Linked DNA regions of Mustela erminea: region 1 is linked to region 2. Evidence: chromatin contacts called from public Hi-C data. All regions are on one chromosome and are shown on one strand. Each heading gives the region's core, a stretch centred on a gene start, on an enhancer-like site or on the middle of the called end of the contact. The rest is flanking DNA. Distances are from core to core; before and after follow the strand shown. Region 1 holds the start of TXNDC12 (thioredoxin domain-containing protein 12). Region 2 holds the start of CC2D1B (coiled-coil and C2 domain-containing protein 1B).

The links. Hi-C and Micro-C count contacts between places; a contact is called where the count stands out from the background.
Region 1: a contact with region 2 is called in a Hi-C map of spleen, with 5 times the contacts expected there. The contact joins the promoter of TXNDC12 here to the promoter of CC2D1B in region 2. A contact is called at or near these places in 2 of 3 Hi-C or Micro-C datasets (skeletal muscle and spleen).

What each region holds. Positions count from the first base shown.
Region 1 is chr10:68,308,721-68,314,474 of mMusErm1.Pri, reverse strand. TXNDC12 (thioredoxin domain-containing protein 12) reads right to left here and starts at 4,138. Exons shown (of 7, transcript XM_032361537.1): 1 at 3,886-4,138. The coding sequence starts at 3,982. It overlaps BTF3L4 (transcription factor BTF3 homolog 4), which reads left to right and starts at 5,239. Exons shown (of 6, transcript XM_032361538.1): 1 at 5,239-5,368.
Region 2 is chr10:68,024,738-68,030,819 of mMusErm1.Pri, reverse strand. CC2D1B (coiled-coil and C2 domain-containing protein 1B) reads right to left here and starts at 2,581. Exons shown (of 25, transcript XM_032303365.1): 1 at 2,492-2,581; 2 at 854-940. The coding sequence starts at 919. ORC1 (origin recognition complex subunit 1) reads right to left here. Exons shown (of 18, transcript XM_032303096.1): 18 at 6,052-6,082.

The sequences.
Region 1 (5,754 bases), core at 2,889-5,388, 280 kb before region 2:
TGAATGTAATCAGAAGTATTACCCACCCCTTCCTGGGCTGACGAAACAAAAGGTCAAGTGCCAGAGCTGGCAGCCAAGCTTCTAAAACAAGCAACACTGTACCTGGGAGGTAGAATAACACAGTCGCCAAGAAAGGAGAGTCTCTCTGCAGTGGAGCAGACCTGGGCTAGAAGCCTAGTTCCATCCTCTAACTATTTTCACAAATGCAAAATATGACTAACAAATTATCCCATAGGGTTATTGTGACTGTGCACAGTGTGGAAGGTGAATACTTCTGATGTGCCAAATTTTTATTCCAGAGACTTGACAAAGTCATCCATCTCTGTTTCAGGCTGGAGAGCACATGAACAGCCCCCATTAACAGCCTTCTCATTTCTCCTGTGAAGTCTTCAAAGGAGTTTCTGCAGTCAGAGGCAGGAACGGTGTACTGGTTAAAAGGACAACCTCTGGGATTTCTATCCCAGAGAGTCCATTTACTGGCTGTGTGATCCCCCCACTCCTTACCCCATTTTAGGTTCTTCATCTGTGAAATGAGGATGATGAGAAAAAGTATTACCCATCTTAGAGGGTATCATGAGGATTAAACCAGTCAAAACACGAAAAATGCACAGTACAGTGCCTGGAATATAGTGAATGTACAGAAAATGTTAGTCATTACAATTCCCCCACTGGTGACATATTCCAAATTTTTATGACAAAGAGATCAACAAAATTATAGTTGACCCTTAACAGCATGGGTTTGAACTGCATGAATCTACTTATACAAGGATTTTTTTTTTTTACAGTACGGTACTATAAATATATTTTCTCTAGGCTACTTTATTATATTAAAACATATAACATAAAAATATGTGTTATTGATTATGTTATTGGTAACGCTTCTGGTCAACAGAAAGCTATCAGTAAAGTTTTGGAGGAGTTATATGCTGACTGAATATGGGGTGTGGGGGGATCAGCACGCCTAACCCCTGTGTTGCTCAAGAGTCAACGGTATTTGAGAACATTATGTTAGAGCTGAAAGGACTCTTTGGAATTATATATAGTTTAATACTCTCATTCAGTAAAGAGTCCCCAGGGAAGACCAGAGCTGGCTACCTGGTCTGACCAGCATTAAAAAGCAGGCCTCCTGATTCCCATCCAGTGCTCACAGTACACCACCATACTTCCTGTTCTTAATGAAAAAGTAGAGTCTTTTAGTCTCTCCTCTCTGCAAACCAACAGGCCATCTTCTGGAAACATTTGGGAATAAATCTCAACTATCAAGATTTTCAGGAACCCTGCTTCAGCTAACACATTTTGGGGAGGTGGGGGAGGTGGGCTATAATTTATTTCCAAAGAAATACCCAAGAAACACAAAAAACCAAAAGTTTGAAAAATTATTAATTCCTTTCAGAACAAATAAATACTCTCCCTTGGGAGGGCGTAATAATACTAAATACTTTCTAAGTTTGTAACATAATATGAAGTGCCTATGATCTTTTTCATTTAATCCTCACAACACAGCCCTCCTGCCTCAAGTCCCCGCCCCTCCACCGCCTACAGTTACGGGGTATTCCCTGCTCCCAGTACATACACAGTCTACGCAATTGCTTGCTTACTTGTCTGACAATCTTCAGACTGTAAGCTGAAAAAAGACAGGGATCTCAATGATCAGGTACCATTCATTTCTTCTTCTGACAACTCTTCCTAAGCATGAATGAGACACAAATGGTCCCGGCTTACTGTGGCAGACTATACTTCAATAGTATCTCTCACTCCACGTGCTTTTTCTTACAAAGTTACCTCAATATTCCTTCCATGGGTGTCGTTCCTCTTGAACATGCCCTTACAGTAGAAGCGATGCTATGTGACTTTGTAAGGCCAGATGACAAAAATGCAACGCATTTCCTCTTTGTTCTCTTGGGGCGGACCCTCTCAGAATACAGCTGTCATACCGGGAGGAAGCCCACACCTAATCCCTGAAGAAAGACCACAGGGAGAAGTAACCTGCTCAGCTGAGGCCCCAGACACAGAACCAAGGGACATACCTTTCCCACCATGCCTTGTTTGAATTTCTGGCCCACAGAATCATGAGCATAATAAAATGATATCCTCACACCGCTAAATTTGGGTGTAGTTTATTATACAGTAATGGCAATTGGAACCACCACACATGACTTAATGTCTAACAAGGAATAAAGATACTAAATAAGTGACTCCAAGATACTGCCTACACCCAACAGTAATAAATTAGTTGCTAAGTATCCGAGGTAGTTACTATTATGCCCATTTTGCAGATGAAGAACCGAGCTTTGAAAGGTTAAGCAACTTGTCCTAAGCCTTTCACATGGTCAATAGCAGAATGAAATAAAACTCAAATCTACACTCACATTCCTAACACCACATTCTGTCTCCCTTGGTACTTACAATTTTGTGCTAAATATACAGTAATCTGTTTTAAAATGGGATTGTCAGTATTGAAAACATTCTGGCCCAGTAGAATTCACCAAGCGGTTTCATCACTGAGATGGAAACCTACATATCACCTTCTCAGAGAAGCCTTCTTTGGCTTCTAGCTCATGTAATGCTGGCTCCCTTAACCTCCCCAGCCATCCTACTCCATCACGGTTTCATTTTCTTCATGGCACTTATCCCTAGCGGAAATTACCTTGCTTCTTAATTTGTTCTTGTTCATGTGTCCACTCTCTGTATCTCTCACTTGAATATAAACTTTGTGAGAACAGGAACCTTATTCATCCTGTCCACTGCTATATCCCCAGTGCCTAGGGCAGTGCCTGGAATACAGCAGGGGTTCAAAAATTAATTATTTGCTGGAGTGACCATATTCAGGTACACTGGATGTCCACCTACCAATAAATATGCAAATAGGGAGGATACAGAAGAATTTAAAACAGCAGAGCTGCATCAGAATCATTCCATCCAGTAAGGTCCATACAAAAAAAGGAGGGAGAAGGGAATCCATGCTACCACTCTTCCACTTAGCAAAAGCACAAACCCAGAGCTTCAAGAAGATGTAGGGAAGGGGATGGAGCAGGGGGTCACACCTCCCATCCCCTATTCATAACCACCGTTCCCTCCCTCTTCAAAAAAATAGTTTCTTGGGGCGCCTGGGTGGCTCAGTGCGCTAAAGCCTCTGCCTTTGGCTCAGGTCATGATACCAGGGTCCTGGGATCCAGCCATGCATCAGGCCCTCTGCTCAGCGGGGACCTGCTTCCTCCTCTCTCTCTCTCTCTGCCTGCCCCTCTGCCTACTTGTGATCTGTCAAATAAATAAATAAATAAAATCTTTAAAAAAAAATACAGTTTCTTCAAATACATTGACTGAAGCACACCAAGGACAATTGTTAGTTACCCTCTAATATCAGAACTTCTACCCTTCATCTGGCCTTCCTTTATATACCAGTCACACCTTCCTGGTATGGAAGGCCCAGTCTCCCCAAGACCTGTACATAAGAGACAAGAACCCAACTCTTCAGGGAAGAGGTAAGTGTGGGGATCTCAGAGCCAAGGAAAGATCTCTGTATATGCAGGTGTCCAGAGGCCCTATTTCTTCCGGAATAAGTGACTGAATGTTCCTGAGGGCTTACCAAGTGCTAGGGACGTATGCTGAACTCTTAAACATGCTTTCCCTAATTGAAGGGTCATTCCTTACTTCCAACTCAAGAATTTAGGGAGGCTTCCAGTACAACTCCCTCATCTCAACATTCCCCAGACCCGCTATTCCCTACCCTCAAGAAATCCTCAAATCTAGGAGCGGTTAGGGAGGATAGTAAGAATCCTGGCGTGGCCGAAGAGATAGAACCGGAGGAGAATCGTGTTAGCACAGGAGGGTTATACTGGGCTGGGCCCAGTATGAGAAAAGATTAAGATAAGAAGTTGGTCTGACCCTTTCCAAGCCCAATATGTCCATCAGAAGAGGTGACGAGAAGCAGGAAACTGAAGCCCAGCAAACAGGTGGCCCCGAGATGAGACCGCAGCTCCATGGAAGTAGATGCGCGGGGCCACTGGGCTGAGCAGACGGGAGACGACCAGAGTGCTTAGCAGAAGGTCCGCGCCGTTCCCCAAGTGCGGCTCAGCCCAACCCCTCGCGTTCCCAGATTCTTCCCCCTCCCCGCGCCTCCGTAACCCTGGAGGAAGTGATGTTAGACGGATGTGGGTGGTGCCTCCGGGGCCCGGTTTGAGATGGAGTAAGTTTAAAGGTGCAGATCACGTAGAAGGGTGTGGGAGTTGCTCTCCAGCGCAAGCTGCTTGCCCTGAATTCTGGGTGTTCGGTCGGAAGACCGGGAGGGAAAAGGTGGAGGAGATAGCGGGGTGGGGTATGGGAAGAGGGCTCGGGAGAACCAATGCTGTTTGCGTCGGCCTGCAAGCGAGTCCCTCCCCCCCAAGAACCGCTGCACTTAATATTCACAGAGCTAATTATTGATTGGTGAAGTCAGCAGTTCCCAACAGTGGGCGCGTTGCCATTGGCCTCCCATTTCTTGCTCTGCAAATTAAAAAAAAAAAAAAAAAAAAAAAAAGACTAGACAACTGGATTTCATTCTTAAGTTCCTGCCCGGGCCACGAGACCTGGCAAACCTGTTCTGCAGTGCCTGGTCTTGAGCCTTAACAAGAATGCCCTTTTCCTGCTGGAGAAGCAGCGCTGGACTTATTTTTCCTTGCAGCCGCAGTTCTTCCACTCAGGGATGATGCAACCAACTGATGCAAGCTCCGAGAAAACCAAACTTCGGATCTCTTATTGCAAAACTGATCTAGCTCTTCGGGGAACCAGGACAAAAGTCACTGCAGGCATTTAAAGCGTAAAGCTTTTCTGGTTAAATCTGCTTGTCTAGTTGTTTTTAAACTTTCTGGGTTAATTATTTCTTTCTCAGTTTTGTTTTGTTTTGTTTTGTTTTTTAAACAACAAACAGGTCAAAATTTCCCGTCTCCTCGCTCAGTGACTGGCTGAGTCTCCATACTAATGAGTCCGCGCTAGTTGAGTCCGACAGTGCGGAGTTAATGCTTAGTGAAAGATACGTGACAAAAGTACACACCCAAACAAAAATACACACCTCTTTTTTATTAGAATCCCTACAAATTTGTAGGCACAGACACAATGGAATTCTCAGGAGACTGCAAGCTCCAGAATGCAGTGCGGCCACCTGCACCTGCCGCATTTCTATTGGGAGGCGCAGAGCCTCCTGGGTTTTGTAGTTCATAAATGCGTTCCCCGGGATAGGCTGCTCCTGTGAGAGAGAGAGAGAGGCGGAGCTGCTTGTATCACGTGGGCCCCGCTCCCGCCGCCGCTGTTGCCGTCGTCTTTCTCTGTCTCGACTGAGGCAGCCATCTTGCTCTTGCCGCGTGCTGTTGTCGGAGGACCCTCCCTGCTTCAGGTGAGACCCCCGGCGGTCCCGCCACTCCACGGCCATAGGCCGCTGCGCACGGTCTCCCCCCGCCCTCTTCTTCCGACACCCGCCAACCACTTGGGCTGCCACTTCCGCCGTGGCGCGCCGAGTGGGGGCGGAGGCGGCTGGTTTGGCTTGTCGGTTACCGGCGGCGCAGCTGGGGGTCGGCACCTGAGGGAAGGTCCCCAGCACCACCGCTCCCTGTGGGGGCCCGCGCTGTTGCCGCCCAGATTCAGTCCCAGGAGGCGGGTGGTCCCCCACCTCTCTCCCGTTACTCTTTTTTATTCACAACAACAGTGCTGTGACAACAGCTATCTGTTGTCGTCTCCTTTGATCCTCCCACTCTACAGATAGGGAAACTGAGGTTAGCAGCC
Region 2 (6,082 bases), core at 1,332-3,831:
TTTTTTAAGGTAAGCTCTATGTCCAATATGGGGCTTGAACCCAGTACCCTGAGATCAAGAGTTGCATGCTCTACCGACTGAGCCAGCCAGGAGCCCCTCACCTTAACCATTTCCCATGTTCAGTTCAGTGGCATTAAGTACCTTCACGCTGTTGTACTACCACTGCCACCAGCCATCCACAGAACTCTTTTCACCTATTCAACAACTCCCCTTCCCCCCACCACCCCGTCAACCACCATTCTACTCTGTCCCTAAGAACCTGACTAAGTGCCAGAGATAGCATTTAAAATAAAGGTCTTTGTGATTTTAGTCTATGCTCTTTATTCCACAAGCTCCCTTACCCACCTCTTTTAAGACAATAAAAATGGACTACGAAGTCTCAGAACCTGGGCCCAGAAGAAGTAAAAGGAGCAGACTGGAGGGCAGATTTCTGTCTCCCACCTGGGCCACAGCCTTGTGTCCCTAAGCAGTAAAAACTCTTCCAGTGGCCATAGTTCTCAAGCTCTGGCATCCTTGGCTGACAAGCAAAATCATGGCCCTGAATGAGAAACCCATGACAGTGATGACACCCCACCAGAACACCCTAAATTTTGTGGCTCCTGAACCCTTCAGACCACTCATATGGAGATGGCAACGGCAGAAGGGTGCCTGGGTTGAAACACAGCAGAGTTCACACCTCATCCCCCACATGAGGGTGACAGGGGCTAGTCAGAGGGTCTCTAACAGCTCTCCCAACTCCAGGAGGAACTGTTCAAAATCTCTGGACTAATGGGGAAACTAAACAGGTGATCAAGCCGTCTAGAGAGCCCCCCACCCCAGACTGGCCTGGGAGTGGAAGAGGCAATATCCATACCTGCTTTGCAGCTGCCACACCCTGGCCACTGGCCTGGGGGCCTTTCCGAGGTCTTGGCCCTGGCATCTTGACAGGCTAGGTACCTGTCTGATGGGGAGGGGAAGAGACTCAGACTGGAGCAGGCTACAAAGCCCCACCCCCAATAGCACTACGTGTGGTAGGGTGTGGCTCGTAAACTGTCAATCCAGAGAAGAAAGGCAATCTTGACCACCAAAGGATGGAATACTGTCAATGGAATCACAGCACTGGAGCAAGCAACATGGGAGGTGGAAGGGATGGGGCCCACCCATTAATGGGTTTAAGTGGAGAGTGTGGACACAGTAAGAACTTACTGAATCAGACTGACCAATTTGGATTAAACCCAAGAGCCTCAGTGAGGGGGAGCGGCACAGGAAGGCAGATTCAGGAACCAGGTTTGTGCAAGGCTGGATAGGATTCAGAACGGCTCTAGAGCTGTGTTGTCAAACATGGTAGCCGTATGTGGCAACTTAACTTTAAATTAAAATTTAAAATCCAGTTCCTCAACTAGGGGCTTCCACTGGCCAGCTGAACATTTTCATCACCACAGAAAGTTCTATTGGACTGTTCTGCTCCAGAGAAATCTGAGTCAGCATTCTGATTCAGAGATCTCACAACCTTTCACAGGACCTACTATGTGAAAGAACAGGTGCTGGGCACTGCAAGAGCAGGAATGCCTCTGACACCTTCTCAGCCCTCAAAGTGCACTTACATGGTGGAGACAGCCTTGACAATGGACTAAAACCACACAGGGCTGCTACAGGGGCCCTGTATCCCCAGGAGCCGCCACTTATCCAGTGGAGAGAAAAGGCTTCATGGAGAAAGTGATGCTTGTGCTGAGTCAAGAAAAAGTTGGGGGTAAGGAAGGGTTATGGAATCCAGAGGCAACAACCTGATAATGGCTTCGAACTAAGAAACAATTTGATCTGCACAAGCTAAAGACCTGGGATTACTGGGACATAAAAGTGTGAGACGGGAAATAGCTCATGAGAAGCTGACAATCCGTACAGGAGGCAAAATGGGAAATCCTTTAAGTCTAAGGATCTGGGCACGGTCCTGAGGGCAGTGGAAGTGACGGGACCAGATGGGCAATTCAGAAACCTCCCTCTGGCTGCAGACGGGAAGAGGAGGCTGGAAGCCTTCCTGGCACCGAGCATCTCGCAACGGTCCCCATGAAAGTGGCGAGCGGAGGGGAGCGCGGGGGTGGCGTCGGGGATGGAGAGAAGCGGCTGGATTTCACACTTAGAGGGTAAAATCAACAGGGCTCCGAGGTTAGCTGGCTGTGGGCGCACGGGAGGAGGCGCTCAGGGTGACTCCAGCCGTCAGAGTTCGCTGACTTAGGGGAATGGCCGGCCGTCACCTGAGCCGGGGGCTCGAAATGAGCGGACTCAGGGAAGAAATGAGGTCGGACAGGCCGAGTCTGCGGGTCCGGGACTTCGGGCAGGGAGCGTCGGTGCTGGGCCGGGACTCAAAAGAGAAGACAGCGAAGGGCGCAGGGGAGGCGAAGCCGAGGGACCCCACTGCCGCGCTGCAGGACGCGCCGCCCTGCCTTGCCCCAGCGCCTCCATCTCCCCCGCAGCCCTGTATCGCCCCTCGCCGGGGTGTGAGTACGCTGCATACCTCACGCCGGATCCGAAACCAGCCTGGGCCTGATCCTGCCTGGCACCGCCCAGGGCTCCCGCGGCCCCCGGGCGGCGGCGGCGGCGCAGGAAGCAGCCGTGACAGGAAGCGACCCTGCGGGAGAAGGATCGCGCTCTAACACGTGACTCCACGGCCCGTAAGGCGCGCAATGCGCATGCGCAAGGCGAGATGGGCGTGACCTTCCAACAGGTGACTCGAAGCGTGAGGTTTTCAGTGCGCAGGCGCCTTCGGGCAGGTAGCGCGACGCTCGCGGAGACCATAGTTAGGCGGTTATGGGGTGTGCGGCTGCTTGCGTAAATGCAGTAGGTGAGTCCCATGCCCCTACATTTACAACTCCGCTGCCAAGCTTCCTCCCGCATTCCCAGTACGGTGCTCCTGGGCTCACACTCGCCCCGCCCCCTCGGCGTGGAGGCGGGCCTGGCGCAGGCTCTGCCCCAGAGGTGGGCCTTTTCTGCTAGCCTGCTGCGCCGGGATTGTCTTTGTAATAGAGTCTAGAGAAATGAAAATGGGACTCACTGTTTGTTTCTGAATCACTCAGCAATTGAATGTATCTTTTCTAGTGAGAAGGCAGGTTGAGTACCTAAGACAGGCAGTGTTGATGGCACCTCTTTATGAAGTCACTTCAGACAGTTTAACACGAAGCGATTAGGACGGTGAAATGGCGGGTGGAGGCGTGATACAGAGAACCTTGACGTGAAACAAACGCCCCAACGCACTCCCGCCTAATCCTGAACTTTTACAAAGGACTTTTCCATTTTCTTACTGCCTTTGGGTCATTTTCAAAGAGGCCTTCTTTACCATTTAAAATTTAAGTTTCGCTCTCATAGTTCTTCTCGTTAGTAAGTTTTGTTTTATGAAATATTTAATATATACAGAGAGATATACAATATCTCATATTTGCTTGAATGGAAGGTCCACAAAGGCAGACCTTTCTATTTGTTCTTAAAGTTATCTCCGGTGTTTAGAACATCGCATGGTACCTGGTAGGTACTCAATATATACTTCCTATTTTTTGAGTGAAAGGACATAAATACATAGGTATCTACCACGAATTTAAGAAAAAACAGTACAATACAGCTGAAACCACCCTACACCTCTCATGTTGCAACCGTTTCCCCAAAGACAAACCTACTCCCTTAGTTCTACTACATATGTATAGATTCTTAAGCAATCTACAGCGTTTTTTTGCAAGCTTTAACATTGTATCATTGGTATCACTACATATATTCTACAACTTCTTTTTCTATTCAACTCTATCTGTAAGGTTCATTCACATCTAGCAATTTTCCCTTCTCTGTGGTATTGAAGAGTATGAAAATAGGGGCGCTTGTGTGGCTCAGTGGTTAAGCCTCTGCTTTCGGCTCAGGTCATGATCTCAGGGTCCTGGGATCAAGTTCCAGGTTGAGCTCTCTGCTTGGCAGAGAGCCTGCTCCGCCCCCCACCCTTCTCTGCCTACCTGTGATCTGTCAAATAAATAAAATCTTAAAAAAAAAAGTATGGAAATAATCCACTTTCCCAATGGCAAGTGCTATGAACATTCCTGTACACAACTCCTGGGGAGCAATGTGTTTCTCTAGGGTTTATACCAAGGAGTGGGTTTACTGGCTCATAGGGTTTCTGCATTTTCCAGATTAAATTTTACCAGATCATCCCCAAAGTAGTTTCGGTTTACATTCCTGTCAGTGGAGCATTTGGGTTCCAGTTGTTCCCTATGGTCTTGGAAAGGTTTTCTAATACACATGAAAGGATTTTGACTTGCAGGCCTCATTTACTATGTTTCCATTTTGTTGGTCATTTTATGTGTCTTATTCTGTAGATGAATTATTCACTCATTATTCCTTTTTATTAATTGTGTAATCTTTACTAACACTGATCCTGCATTATATGCAGTTATAATTTTTTCTGAATTATTTGAGAACTATTTGCAGATGTTCCAGTTCACTCATAAATATTTCAACAAGGACATTATCCTATATAACCACAATAACTTACCACTAAATTTAGTATTTACATAAGACATAAGATATGGTTCCTAATAATGTTTATGATTGTTTGCATCTCTAAGCCTATGACTCAATCAAGGTTCACATGGCACATTTAGCTGTTTAGGTTTCATTTCTCTATTTTCCTTTAGTTTAGGATAGTTTCTCCATGGATTTTTGGTCTTCTGGGATACCGATATTTTTGAAGAAGGACAGTTGCTTTGCATAATATTTTCCCCTGCAATTTTGATTTCTGAAAATTTCCATCAGTAGGTTCGGGTCAAACATTTCCGGCAGGACTATTACACAGGTGATGTGTTTTTCTCAGTGCCTGACGTAAAGAGGCTTTAGATGTCTGTTATATTGTTGGTTGGAAATGTAAATATGAGAACTGCAGTTACACAAAAGCCCTGCCAAGATTTTGACTGAAACAGACTTGTATTTAGAGGTTACCTCTCTTTCATTAGACTTATTTCTTGGTATCTTGTATTTTCTGTGCCTTCTAAGTCTTTAATTTAAAGATTTGTTTTTATGATAAACAGTAACTTTTTTTTTTTTTAAGATTTTTTATTTGTTTATTTGACAGAGAGAGATCACAAGTAGACAGGGAGGCAGGCAGAGAGAGAGGGAGAAGCAGGCTCCCCGCTGAGCAGACAGCCCGATGTGAGGCTCGTTCCGAGGACCCTGAGACCACGACCCAAGCCGAAGGCAGAGGCTCAACCCAATGAGCCACCCAGTCGCCCCAACAGTAATTTTTAAAAAATTATATTTTCTATCTATTTGTTGATAGGGATTATTTATCGCTGGTATTATTCGTAGCAGGTTTTTTTTTAAAGTATTTATTTATTTATTTATTTGAGAGAGAGAGAGTAGGAGAAGGCGGGGCGGAGGAAGAAGGAGAAAGTCTTAAGCAGACTCCACACTAAGCACAGAGCCCGACATAGGGTTTGATCTCACAAGCCTGAGATCAAGACCTGAGCTGAAACCAAGGGTTGGACCCTTAACGGACTGCGCCACCCAGGCATCCCAAGCAGCGGTTCTCTTTTGTAAACTAATTCTGTTACATTCACATTGTTCAAAAGTTCAAAGATACATGACGTACAGTAAGTCTTCTTCTAAAGCCTGGCCATAGCCATCTAGTTCCTTCCCAGAGGCCACCAATGTAACCAGTTTCTTATCTATTCTCCCACAACTATTTTTTTTTTTTAAGATTTTATTTATTTGTCAGAGAGAGAGAGAGCGCAAGCACAGGCAGAGAGAGTGGCAGGCAGAGTCAGAGGGAGAAGCAGGCTCCCTGCGGAGCAAGGAGCCCGATGTGAGACTCGATCCCAGGATGCTGGGATCATGACCTGAGCCGAAGGCAGCTGCTTAACCAACTGAGCCACCCAGGTGTCCCCTCCCACAACTGTTTTATATAGATACACATAACTGTGTGCATACCATGTTGCCATTAAATAAATGGCAGGGTTAAAAAATAAAAATCACAAGGTGGCCTATTGTTGGAGGGGTGGTTTGGTCTTTTAATCTGGCGTTTGTAATGACTATAAACTTCTCAAACACTCTAGAAAAAGGAAATTATTTAATGGAA